Regions from separate parts of the Ovis aries genome. Here region 1 is linked to region 2. The links are chromatin contacts, called in public Hi-C maps. All regions are on one chromosome and are shown on one strand. Each heading gives the region's core, a stretch centred on a gene start, on an enhancer-like site or on the middle of the called end of the contact. The rest is flanking DNA. Distances are from core to core; before and after follow the strand shown. Region 1 holds the start of COL23A1 (collagen type XXIII alpha 1 chain). Region 2 holds the start of PHYKPL (5-phosphohydroxy-L-lysine phospho-lyase).

What was found. Hi-C and Micro-C count contacts between places; a contact is called where the count stands out from the background.
Region 1: a Hi-C map of muscle shows a contact between it and region 2, with 3 times the contacts expected there. The contact joins the promoter of COL23A1 here to the promoter of PHYKPL in region 2. A contact is called at or near these places in 2 of 16 Hi-C or Micro-C datasets (muscle and skin fibroblasts).

Annotation. Positions count from the first base shown.
Region 1 is chr5:37,399,563-37,405,215 of ARS-UI_Ramb_v3.0, forward strand. COL23A1 (collagen type XXIII alpha 1 chain) reads right to left here and starts at 2,769. Exons shown (of 27, transcript XM_042250383.2): 1 at 2,274-2,769. The coding sequence starts at 2,564.
Region 2 is chr5:37,014,623-37,020,539 of ARS-UI_Ramb_v3.0, forward strand. It overlaps PHYKPL (5-phosphohydroxy-L-lysine phospho-lyase), which reads right to left and starts at 1,713. Exons shown (of 9, transcript XR_009600847.1): 1 at 1,625-1,713; 2 at 691-809.

The DNA of each region.
Region 1 (5,653 bases), core at 1,519-4,018, 390 kb after region 2:
TGAGCAGAATGGCTAGAAGGAACAGCCTGGTGCCCTGGGAAAGAGATGCCTTTTCACAGGGGCACGCAAACAGCCAGAAGCTCAACCCTGACAGCACTTGTAGTATGGCATCTCAGACGCTCCAAGTAGAGACTCCTCCACATCAAGTCTGGTTAGCTGAGATGTGTCCTATGCTAAAGGTATAGCCTGCAGAATGGAACAGCAAATTTCAAGTGAAAATCCCAGGATCTGACATTTTCCTTCACCTTACTATTGAAGAAGAGAAAAGGGGCTGGTGGTGGAGAGAGACAGAGATGGAATACTCTGCCCAGTAACTCCTTGGAAGCAGGATGAAGCAACTGCAGTCTTTCCTATGATCTGTGTAGTTCAGGACTTAATCCACACTTCGCAGTGGTGGCTGCTTTCCTAGGACCCTCCTCCCTGTTGGAATGGACACAATTTGCAAGTTCCTCATAAAAAGTTTTACCGGGATTTCTGATGTACTCAATCAAACTTAGTAGTTTATTTTTTTCTAAGTAAGAGGGGCCCCCTATTCAAAAGAACAGCCATGCTTATTGCATTAACAGGTAGAAATTTTACTAGCCTTCCATAAATCAGTTCAACACCCTAGTCTCTAAGGATTTGCCAAAAAATAATGGGCTGCAACTATGAAACCAATACCAGGAGTTGCCAGCAGTGCTCCAGAAAGATTTCTGAAGTCTACAGGCACTTTCAGGAGGAACGTAGAAAATCATTTTACGAAGCAGCAATTTTGTCCAAAACCAAGATAGAAGAGATGTAATACTGGCTTAAAATGACTAAGAAATAGGTATGGTGATCAAGAAGGCATGCTGCAGTCTTCTCCTGCTCCCTTTAAAGAACTCAAATCAACTCAACAGTGGATACACAGCTCATTACTAAAGATCACAGATGAGCACAATTCAGGGGACTCCACAGTAACAAGCCTACCCTTCCTCTTCTCTACCTTGAAACTCTGTAGTGCTTTTCACACTGTAGTTAAGGATGTCCTTTGAGGGCTTCCCTGGTGGTTCAGATGGTAAAGAATCTGCCTGTACTGCGGGAGACCAGAGTTCAATCCCTGGGTGGGGAAGATGGCCTGGAGAAGGACATGGCAACCCACTCCAGTATTCTTGACTGGGAAATCTCAAGGACAGAGGAGCCTAGAAGACTATAGTCCATGGGGTCCCAAAGAGTGGGAGAGGGCTGAGTGACTAACACTTTGGGGAGTATGCTGGGATCTCCGGTTAGCCGCCTTTCCTAGGAAGTGGAGGATGGCTCAGGCAAGGGAGCACAGCACAGCCAAGGGTGTGCCGGCCAGTCTACCACCACCATTCTGTTGGGACGGGCCCCACTGCACAGAAGGTGGAGGTTTTGATCAACATGATGGGTGCAAGTTTGAAGTCCCGAATGTGGCTTCTGCTTTGAAGAGGTATAACAGCAACCTTATCAGAAGTGTCACAGAATCTTATATGACACTTCTAGCAAGGAAACTTAAGATCTGCTGTGTCCACAATGCCCAGGCGGCACCGCCCAGGTGGAGTCAACGCAAACTAGAATCTGGGTTTTCTGGCCCTGTTTTTTCTGCTCTTCACCTGCCAAGCTGATGTTGGCGTCCCCAAGTCTCCGTCGCCCTGAGTGCGCACGGAGCCCAAGGAGACCAAGGCACAGCATAGCACCCCCAAGATGGAGCTGCTCCGAAACACTTTCCTGACGGTTCAGAGGGTGGACAGGGCAGGCTGAATTGACCATGTCCCTCCAAGGACCCTGGCCCGGGTCTGACAGAGGTTTCCCGCCACCAGGAATCCTCTGGTCTGCTGGAGACCCACACCTCTGCAAGTATATCAGCATTGGGGATAGCAGCTGCTACCAGTGACAAGTCATCAGACCCCTCCCGAAAGAGCTCCTTCATTATCCCGACACAGGTAAGAGTGCAGGCGCTTAACGCAGGCGGGAAGCCACCGGTCCAAGCGCGCACACCCGTGGAAACTCGCCCCTAGACCTGTTACTTCAAAGTCAGCGGTCTTTCCTCTTCCTCCCCCTGCTTGTCCTCGAAACAGTCCTAAGCTTGTTTTTCCCGCAAGCCGACCCTGAGGCTGCGGCGGGAACTGTAGGACCGATCGCTCGGCCGCCTGCACCCCAGCCTCCACCGCCTCCGCCCCTCCCGGTGCAGCCTGCCGGGACGCACTCGGGCGCTCACCGCTGGCGGGCGACCCCTCCCCAGCGCCACGGCTCCCGGCGCACGGACACTCCCCGCTCCCCACGCCGCGCCTCACCTCACGCAGCAGGCGCTCCAGCCGCGGCTCGGCCCAGGCGGCCAAGGCGTCGGGAGTCCCCGCGCGCCACAGCAGCTCCCGCTCTTCCTCGAGGGCCGCCACCCGGCCCTGCAGCGCGGCTGCCTGGACGCCCAGCAGCAGGCAGGCGACCGCCGAGCTCGCGGAGAGCAGCAGGCACAGCGCGCTCACCGCCCAGGCCCGCGCTCCAGTCGCGGGGCTCACCGGTCCGCCGCCGCCGCCAGCCGGGTCTCCGTTCCGCTCGTCCTCGCAGGCGCGCCGGCCTGGACTCATGGCGCGCTCGTCGAGCGTGAGCTCCCGGAGCCGGCGGTGCACAGAGCCCGGGGACGCAGGCTGAGCGTGTGGGAGCGGTCGGGAGAGCCCGAGGCACGCGGTCGGCCGGGCGCGGGGCTCGGCCTCTGGGCAGCTGCTGGACCGCGGCGCACACCCCCTTCCCCGCTGCCAGCTCCTCCACAGCGGCCACTTTGGGCAGTTTCCTCTATGCAAATAGACCCTGCCAGAAAAGGAGCCGAGACCCACCCAGGGGAGGAGCGGCCCCGGCGGCCCGGCGAGGCGAGGGGGCGGGAGCGGGAAGGAAGCCCGCTCCTCCGAGCACCCCCCGAGCGCGCCGGGCGAGCCCAGAGCGCTCAGCACTCACCTCTGCCCCTACCTGCTCTCGGCGTCGGGCTGCGCCCACTGCCGCTCCCGCACCCCCGCGACTCCCCAGCCCGAGTTCCAGCTTCAAAATCCCAAGGGGTCTGAGGTGCACCCAGAGGCTGAGAGCGCCTTCTGCAGCCCACCGCTGGCTGCGGCACCACTCATTTCTTGGGAAGATTCCCCTCAACTTGTGAATTAACCTTTCTGACACTTTTTTTAAGAGTTCAAAACTTCAAACCCTAGGGCCAACTTAGTGAATCGTTTCTGGATGGTGCCCTAGCGCCGTTTGGTGGCGGAAAGGGACCTCTTGTGCAGTCACACAGACGCAGTTAATCGGGATTGCGTCTGGCAGAGGCATGAGTCTAAGAATCTTTAATACTCTCACCATTTATTATGTGCCAGACAATTGTAATAAGTCTTACAATTACTGACCTAGGTAAAGGCTTTCCTTTGAGAAAATTGAGACTTTCAATAAGTGCAAAAGATAGGGGGAAAGAACTCCAACTTTTGATGAGCTTTTAGCTTCATTCTGTAATGGAAGCACAAGAAAGTGTTAGTCGCTCATTCGTGTCGGACTCTGCGGTCCCACGGACTGGTAGCCCTCCAGGTTCCTCTGTCCATGGAATTCTTCAGGCAAGAATACTGGGGTGGTTTTCCATGTCCTTCTCCAGGGGTTCTTCCCAACCCAGGGATTGAACCCGGGTGTCCAGCATTGCTGGCAGATTCTTTACCATCTGAGCCACCAGTGAAGCCCAGTGGAAACACAATATGGCCAAAAATATTCATCTAGTATGTACCACATTTAAGCTATACTGTGATTCTGTATATTCTTTAACACGTGGTTAAAGTAGGAAAACCTGAGTGATAATCAAGTGGCTGGAACAACAGTCTTTTTTTAAGAAAGGGGGGCAAGACTGAAGTCAGGCGCATTCTCTGCTGGCTCAAATTCCTACTTGGCCTATTATATCCTAAAACTGGTCCTACATAGTCTCCCACTAACTCCAGTAATAGTCAAATAAAAACAACAGACCAACTTGGATCTTTGTAATGTGGGCAAATCTGCAGTGCTTTTTTTCTATGGGGGGAAGACCTGTTATATCTTCCTGCTCCCTCTCTGGGTATCTTCAGATTTATTAGCTTCTTTGGACAAATTACAAAGCTCTTACAACTGCTGAGGACCTCCTTACTCCCTTAACTTGGAGGAGAAAAGTACTTCTGAGACTGGAGTAAAACAGAAATGGTTGGCACCTCACCCCTGCAACTTCATAGCTGTGACCTTAGATGACTTGGGGTTACAGTTGAGTGGTTAAATGGAGAAGGACTTGCTAAAATATAGTGTATGCCCAATAAATAGCCTGAAAAGTATTTGCTCAGCAAACTGGATTGTCTTCTTTGAAAAGAGGTCAACACCATATTATAAGCTGGCACTTCGTTCTTGCTACAAACACATAGGCAAATTGCCCATCAGCTGCATGTATTGTTTACTATATTCCAGAACTTTCTGTGTATCAAAAAAGCCAAGCTCATTGGTTCCTTTGGCCTTTGTCCTTGCCTACTGCCTCACTATCTGGAATACCCTACTCTCGGATCTTTGAGCAAGCTCCTCCTTTAGGTTAAGGTCCTCAGGTCCTTAAACCTTACTATCTCTGAAAGACCTACCCAGATTGTCCAATCTAAGGAAGCTTCATTCACAGTCTTCAGAAGGATTACTCAGGGGAATCATTTATCACTGTTTGAAGTTACCTCTTTATTAACAAGACAAAGTTACCCCTTTGTCTTTTTCGCCACTGTTTTCTCAAAGAACAGTGCAGGATCTGGCAAATATTTGTCAAGTGAATTAAGGAAAGGTGAATTTTTGTTTACTGTCTACACATCATTTTAAGAGGCAAGGAAGAAAAAACTCTATCTTATGTCAGTTAGGGCCCTGGAAGGGACAGTATTCAGACTGAAGATAGTTTGATTGTAGAGACTGTTTATATGGTGGGGCGGATTAAGTGAAGCCAGCAGGGGATGTGGAAGAAACATTCTGGAGTATAAACAGTGGGAGGCAATGACTATTTCTTGCTGAAATGAGAAGAGGGAACTGTTGTTGGAATCCTGTGAATGCTCAGAGCTAAACAAAGTTCAGCTCAAAAGGAGCTGTGTCATTTGACAGGTCTGCCAAACCAAGGCTTGGAAGATAAGAAGCTAGGAGATAATCTCTCCTCTTACTCTCTGATCTGCAGGGCCTCCCAATGATCAAACCTATAGGGCAGGGGAGCCCAGATGATGCAGTAACAGAGATCAGCCTCTTAAGGGCACAGAGCTGAGTCAGAGTGGTGGAGGGAAGATCTGGGGTATGGGAATCCACTGCATTCCCTAACATGCATATAGATTACCAAGGTCAGTCTAGCTACTCTTGCCTCTGAAATGGCTAACCTGTCAGCGATAGGCACTAATCCTCAGAGAGACCAACTGGCTTCTCGGTGGCAAATCAACTACTTCAGACTGTCTTCATCCCAGAAGGGCCAGCAATTTGTTCTTCACAGGGATGGATAGCTGTTCTAGGTAACGGCTTGTGTTCCCTGTTTGCAGAGCCTCAGCCAGCAGTCTATATAGACTCCGCAATCCACAGTTATTCTATATAACATAGCATCCAACCAGGAAACCCACTTTACAGCACAGTAAGTGTGGGAGTGAGCCCATGACCATGGAACACACTGGTTATATTATATATTACATCCTGC
Region 2 (5,917 bases), core at 463-2,962:
CTGCTTTCAGCTCTACTAACTTCTAATTTCCCTACTGGGTCACTGGACTCCTGTTCCTTCCACCAGCTCTGGTGGCCTCATCTGGTTAACTGAATTCCTACTTAAGTTTCCTCGTCCAGGACCTGAGATGGTTACCAGGGCTAAAGCCTTGCTGTGACTGCCAGGGCCTGGCCAGGGTCCTGTTGGGTTGCTGATCATGGCTAGGCTGACTGCTGTTCTCTGAACTCACCATTAGTTCCAAGTGGAACTGAACCGCTAGACTTAGGTCTTTGACTCCTGCTGGTTTAGCACAGCTTTAGTGGTGTTAAGTCACCCAGTCATGTTGACTCTTTGTGACCCCCATGGACTGTGGCGCACCAGGCTCCTCCGTCCATTGGATTTCCCAGGCAAGGATACTGGAGTAGGTTGCTATTTCCTCTTTCAGGGGATCCTCCCAACCCAGGGATTGAACCCGGGTTTCCTGCACTGCAAACAGGCTTTTTACCATCTGAGCCACCAGGGAAGCATTTTAGCACAGCTAGTGTTTGGATGTTTCCACAGTTTCCATAGAAAGACTGGGTCTCCTCTGCACATGGATGCTGGCTAAGTTGAACCTGAGTTCCCTGAACCTCTCTGCAACCTGAAGATTACCCCTGAACTAGGTTCTGTCTTGGCATCCTCTTCTGCCCCATCCTGAAGTGTGATACTGACCGTGAGCCACATTGTTGATGCAATCGATGTATTCTGCCCCCTGTTCATCATACATGTACTGCCCTTGGCCCCGGACAATCTTAATAGGATCCTCAGGAAAAAAGAGTCTGCAGGAATTGCTGTAGGGACAGGCAACAAATGGACAGCCATGTCTGAAGATCTGAAGGATGAAACCCACCCATCACAGGCCTCCCCCAACATCTTCCCAGTTTCTGGAAAGGACAAAAGCTTGAAGGGCAAGGTGTTGTGCCCCTGCCTCCAGTTCCCCCACTCCACAGGTGGCTGGAAAGGTGAAGGATGGGTTAAGAAGTTGCTAAAACTAAAATTGTTTGTCATTTGAAGACTATGTGGCTTCATACATATATGAATGAATGTGCCCAGAGTCCCCTGGGTCCTGGAAAAAGTGGCTGCTCCAGACCCACGGACTCCCTAGGGCAGTGTCTCTTTGCTGGGAGAGTGAAGAGGGCTGGCTCTCGGCCCTAATGGTCCTTGCTTGCCAAGCCTGCTGCCCTGCTGGGGGCCAGGCCCAAGCTCTAGCCCAAGGCTGCCTCACGCTCCACGTTCACCAAGAGCCCCTCAGACACAGGTCAAGGGTAGACTTTCTCTAAGGATGCCTGTGAGCCGACTCCCCCCACCCCCACCTTTCATCTGGACTTTCAATCCCTTCCTGGGTCTCTGTCTGGCCGGCCCCAGGTCCAGAGAGCAGGCCACCACTGAGGGAGGTCTTCCCCGGCGCCCGGCTGCAGCTGCGAGGCTGGATAAGACGCTGCGGGGGAGGCGCAGGAAGCGACCGCCTGCCACAGGCTGAACGCCGCAGGGTCTCAGGGGCCGTAGGCTCGGGAGCCGGACGAGACCCGGCGGAGCTGAGGCCTGCAGGCTCCGCGCCGGACGTGCGTACGTCGTACGCGCCGCCCCCACGCTGCTGTCTCTGTACCTGAGCAGCCGCCGCCTCAGGGCCAGAGTCGCGGCCTTCCCTCGCTGATCCGCCGCCATAGCGCTCGCGGGCAGTCCCTCCGAGACGCTGGGCGGAGCGCCCGGGCTCCGCCCAAAGCCACGCCCCAGCAGCGGGCCCCGCCCATCGCAAAGCCCGACTCAGAGCTCCTATTTGCCCCGCGGCCCCGCCCCCAGGTGGTCTATTAGGAATTTGTTCCTTAATTAATTTGGCTAGGGTCTGGTGGGCTCCTCATCCCAGCGAAGTTCCATAGACAGTCCCGAGCGGAAGCTGGGTTTGTGCTCGCCTTGCCTAGTGCTGCCCCAGCTCTGGTTTCCGGACAAATCACCAAATCACTGACCTCGCCCTCCCGACCGCTGTGGTTTCCTTCCTCGGGAAGTGTACCCTGGTGATCCCGCCGCTGCTCCTGCACCCGAAGGGGCTCTGAGCTTCGGGAGGCTTCACCTGGAGCCTCAGGCCGAGTCCCTGAGTTGCCTCCCCCCCACCCCCTCAACCCCCGGCCCTCCACCCCGAGCATAAAATGGGATGCACCGTAAGCTTCCCCTGGGAACGTGTGACAGGCTCCCAGCATGGTTCGGGTCTCAAGGCAGGCGCAGCAGAAAGGGCACCACTGCACAGTCCTGTGAAGGAGCAGCAGAAAGGGCAGGAGAGCACAGGGCCACTTGCTGGGGCTTGCTGAGGAGGTCCTGGGCGTGACTTCTGGGACTCCTGCTGGAATCCAGGCAGAGTGAACCCGAGTTATAGAACCACTATGAGAATCTTACAGTGTTTAGGAAGAGAGGTAGGCGGTCTCCTGAGCCTTATCCACGGCCAGGAGACGGAGGCTCAGACAGGGAAATGGCTTGTTCTTAAACACATAGCAAGAGTGAAGCGGAGGCTGGACTCCCAACTCTAGGGAGTAAGAGAACGCCCTTAAGGGATTGGAAAGCAGGATACAGAGAGATAGCCCCTCCTGGAACTTTCTGCCCTGGTGAACCCTAGAACCAGGGCGGGAGGCTGCAGCCTGAGCTGGGTGGCCTGAGCAGGCTGGAGAAAGGGGAGGCTCCTGCTGTCCCTCTTGTCCCCTCTTCATGAGTCTCAGCCCTCTGCTTCACCCCCCTCATTTCTGATTTCTTCGTCTCTTCTCCCAGACTTAAGGCTTTTTCATTTTTTTGGCTGAACTGTGCAGCTTGTGGGATCTTAGTTCCCCAACCAGAAATTGAACCTGGGTCCTGGCAGTGGAAGCTCTGAGTCCTAACCACTGGACTGCCAAGGAATTCCCACTTAAGGCATTTATTAAAGAATATTTGGAGTTTCTTTATTGTGGTAACATATACACATAACAAAATTTACGATTTTAACATTTAAAAAATATTTTATTTTTGGCTGTGTCGGGTCTAGTTGCAGCATCCAGGCTGTCTAGTTGAGGCGTGAGGGTTTAGTTGCCCTGTGGCATGCAGGATCTTAGCTCTCCTACCAGGGATCTAACCCGCATCTCTTGTGGTGGGAGGTGGATTCTAACCATTGGGCCACCAGGAAGTCCCCATTTTAACATTTTTAAGTGTACAAGTTCAACGGCATACACTCAGGTGCATCCAGCACCACCATCCATCTCCAGAACTTTTTCATCTTCACACACAGAATGAAGTTTCTTACTTTTAAATGGAAAGCTGAATTAAACGTTAGGTATGATTCTTGAAAAAAATTCCTCTCAAATTAACCAAGCAGGTTTGCTTGTGGCCTGTAGTTTTTTCCTGAGGGCCAAGCCCCCCTCCCTGCATGTCAAATGTGGTCACTGGTTTTCTCAATGGGTCTGACCCCCTTCTTTGGTAGAGAGACCCATAGATGTCTGTACATCATGCAGTTCCAGCTTTGTATATGTAATGCATATGCCTGTGGGCTTCCCAGGTGGTGCTAGTGGTAAAGAACCTGCCTGCTGATACAGGAGACATAAAAAAAGTGGGTTCGATCCCTGGGTTGGGAAGATTTCCCTGGAAGAGGGCATGACGACCTACTCCAGTATTCTTCCCTGGAGAATCTCATGGACAGAGGAGCCTGGTGGGCTACAGTCCATGGGGGTCACAGAGACACAACTGAAGCAACTTAGCAGGTAGGCAGGTGTATGCTAGTGTGTATGTGTTTGTGTGGCAGAGGGAGTCTGAGAGTCCTGTGAGGGGCCTATCTTTGGCCCTGTCTTGAGCCCAACATAAGCCTGTCTTGTGACTCAGGACAGCTCAGAGAAGTCAGGTTACCTCAGGAACTTTTCCAGCTTTGATATAGAGGGTAAGAAGGCCACAGTCAGACCCAGCTCACATCTCACCCACTCATGGGATGTCCAGGGTCGGGAGGGTGGAAGTTAGGCCAGGACTGGTCATTTCCTGGACTGAAAGTATCTACAAGAGGGACAGGACAACACCAGGAAGCCTCCCCTCTTCCTGCTCAGAAAAGCCCACTCTTTTCTTCCTCTGGCCCCATGCTAAGCACTCCTGTGTCCATTCTCTCATGTCCGACCTTTGAGGTGGCATTGGAGGCCAGTGGGGCAGGGGAAGAGAGAAAGTAGCTGAGCCAAGATTTGAAGCTAGGGCATGTTGTTTCTCAATGCAGGCAGCATTGGCATTCTCACTGAGATGGTTCATCACTGGGCAGGACTGTCCCACGCATTTCAGATGTTTGATGTGCCTGGCCCTACCCACTAATGCCAGGAGTGTCCCCGAGTCATTGTGGTGACCAAAAGCAAACCATGCATTTCTGGTAGTATTCTAGGGATCAGGAGGATGGAGACCCGGGTAAGCCCACTCCTCTCTGGCCTCAGCTTCATCTGCAAAAGGGGGAAGTCATCTTTGTGACTAGTTTACATGCTATGGCACACAATGGGGCTCCAAAAATGTGTTCTTTTGAGGCACAGCTGCCCTTCTTGGCAGAGGAACATGAGGTCCCCAATCTTGAAGGCTCAATTTTGAGGCAGGGTGCTCCCCGTGTCTCTGCTGGGACCGCAGCAAGTCAGTCACTCTTGCATAGTCTGTTGCCCCTACCGCCAGCTCTTGGAGGACTCTGCAGACTCTCAATTTTGAAGTTTGCAAAACCTGAGAATATACCGCACATGGCCAGAAGAGGGCAGCAATGGACCATGAATGGCCCTGTCCTGGCCAAAGGAGCGGGAAAGACCCCCTCTCTCCCCCACCCCCACACCCAGGTGTCTGGGGAAGGGGGAACACGTGGCTTCCACCTGCATGAGGTTCTGCCCACCCAGCATCATGGGGCTCCCCATAGACTCCATGCCCTGCCAAACAATTTTGGAAAGACAAACTGGAGGACATCCAAGAACCTCAGTTTGATGCCCCAAGCCTGCTACCATGTGCTGACTGTGCATCCCTGGGCAGGGGACTAACTCCTTGGAACCCCATTTTCCCCACATGTAAGGCAGAAATAGTGATACCAACCACATACGCCCTTTCCAGGTTGGTGAGGGGATCCAGTGAGTTACCTGGGTGGTGTGCTGTGCCGTGTTTAATTGCTTAGTTGTGTCCAGCTCTTCGTGATCCCATGGATTGTAGCCAGCCAGGCTCCTCTGTCCATGGGGATTCTCCAGGCAAGAACACTGGAGTGGGTTGCCACGTTCTCCTCCAGGGGATCTTCTCAACCCAGGGATCGAACCCAGGTCTCCCGCATTGCAGGCGGATTTTTTTAAATTGTCTGAGCCACCAGGGAAGCCCAAGAATACTGGAGTGATGACTGATGGGATGTGTGCAGTGATGCTGGAGCGCCAAAGGACATCTGGATGTCCAGTGGTCTCCGTCAGTCATCACAGCCCCTCTGTGTTTTCCTTCATTTTCTTGTTACTGACTTCCCTGGTGACCCACACGACTGGCTGAGCAGCATGGCCGGCCATTTATTCCCAGCAACTGAGAGAAAAAGGGGAAGAGATCTGACCTGTTCCTTCTCCTGAGCCAGCAGGTAGCTGGACCTGTTTTGTTAGTTAGGAGGCCACATGGTGGGGGCCTGGGGGTACTGCTCATACTATGGCCTCCTTAGACCTCAGTTCTTGGAGGGAGAAGGCTGGGATACCATCATGGCAGGCCCTGTCACGTGCCTGGTTTTGCCACCTGAGAAATGGGCACTCTTGCTGGGCCTCTCACTCAGGATTAAGGACCAGCTGGGATGTAGAATTTTCTGAGATGGCTGAAACAAGATCTCCTATCCCACATTTTCTCTTTAAAATATGCTGCTGCTGCTGCTGCTAAGTCGCTTCAGTCGTGTCTGACTCTGTGCAACCTCATAGACGGCAGCCCACCAGGC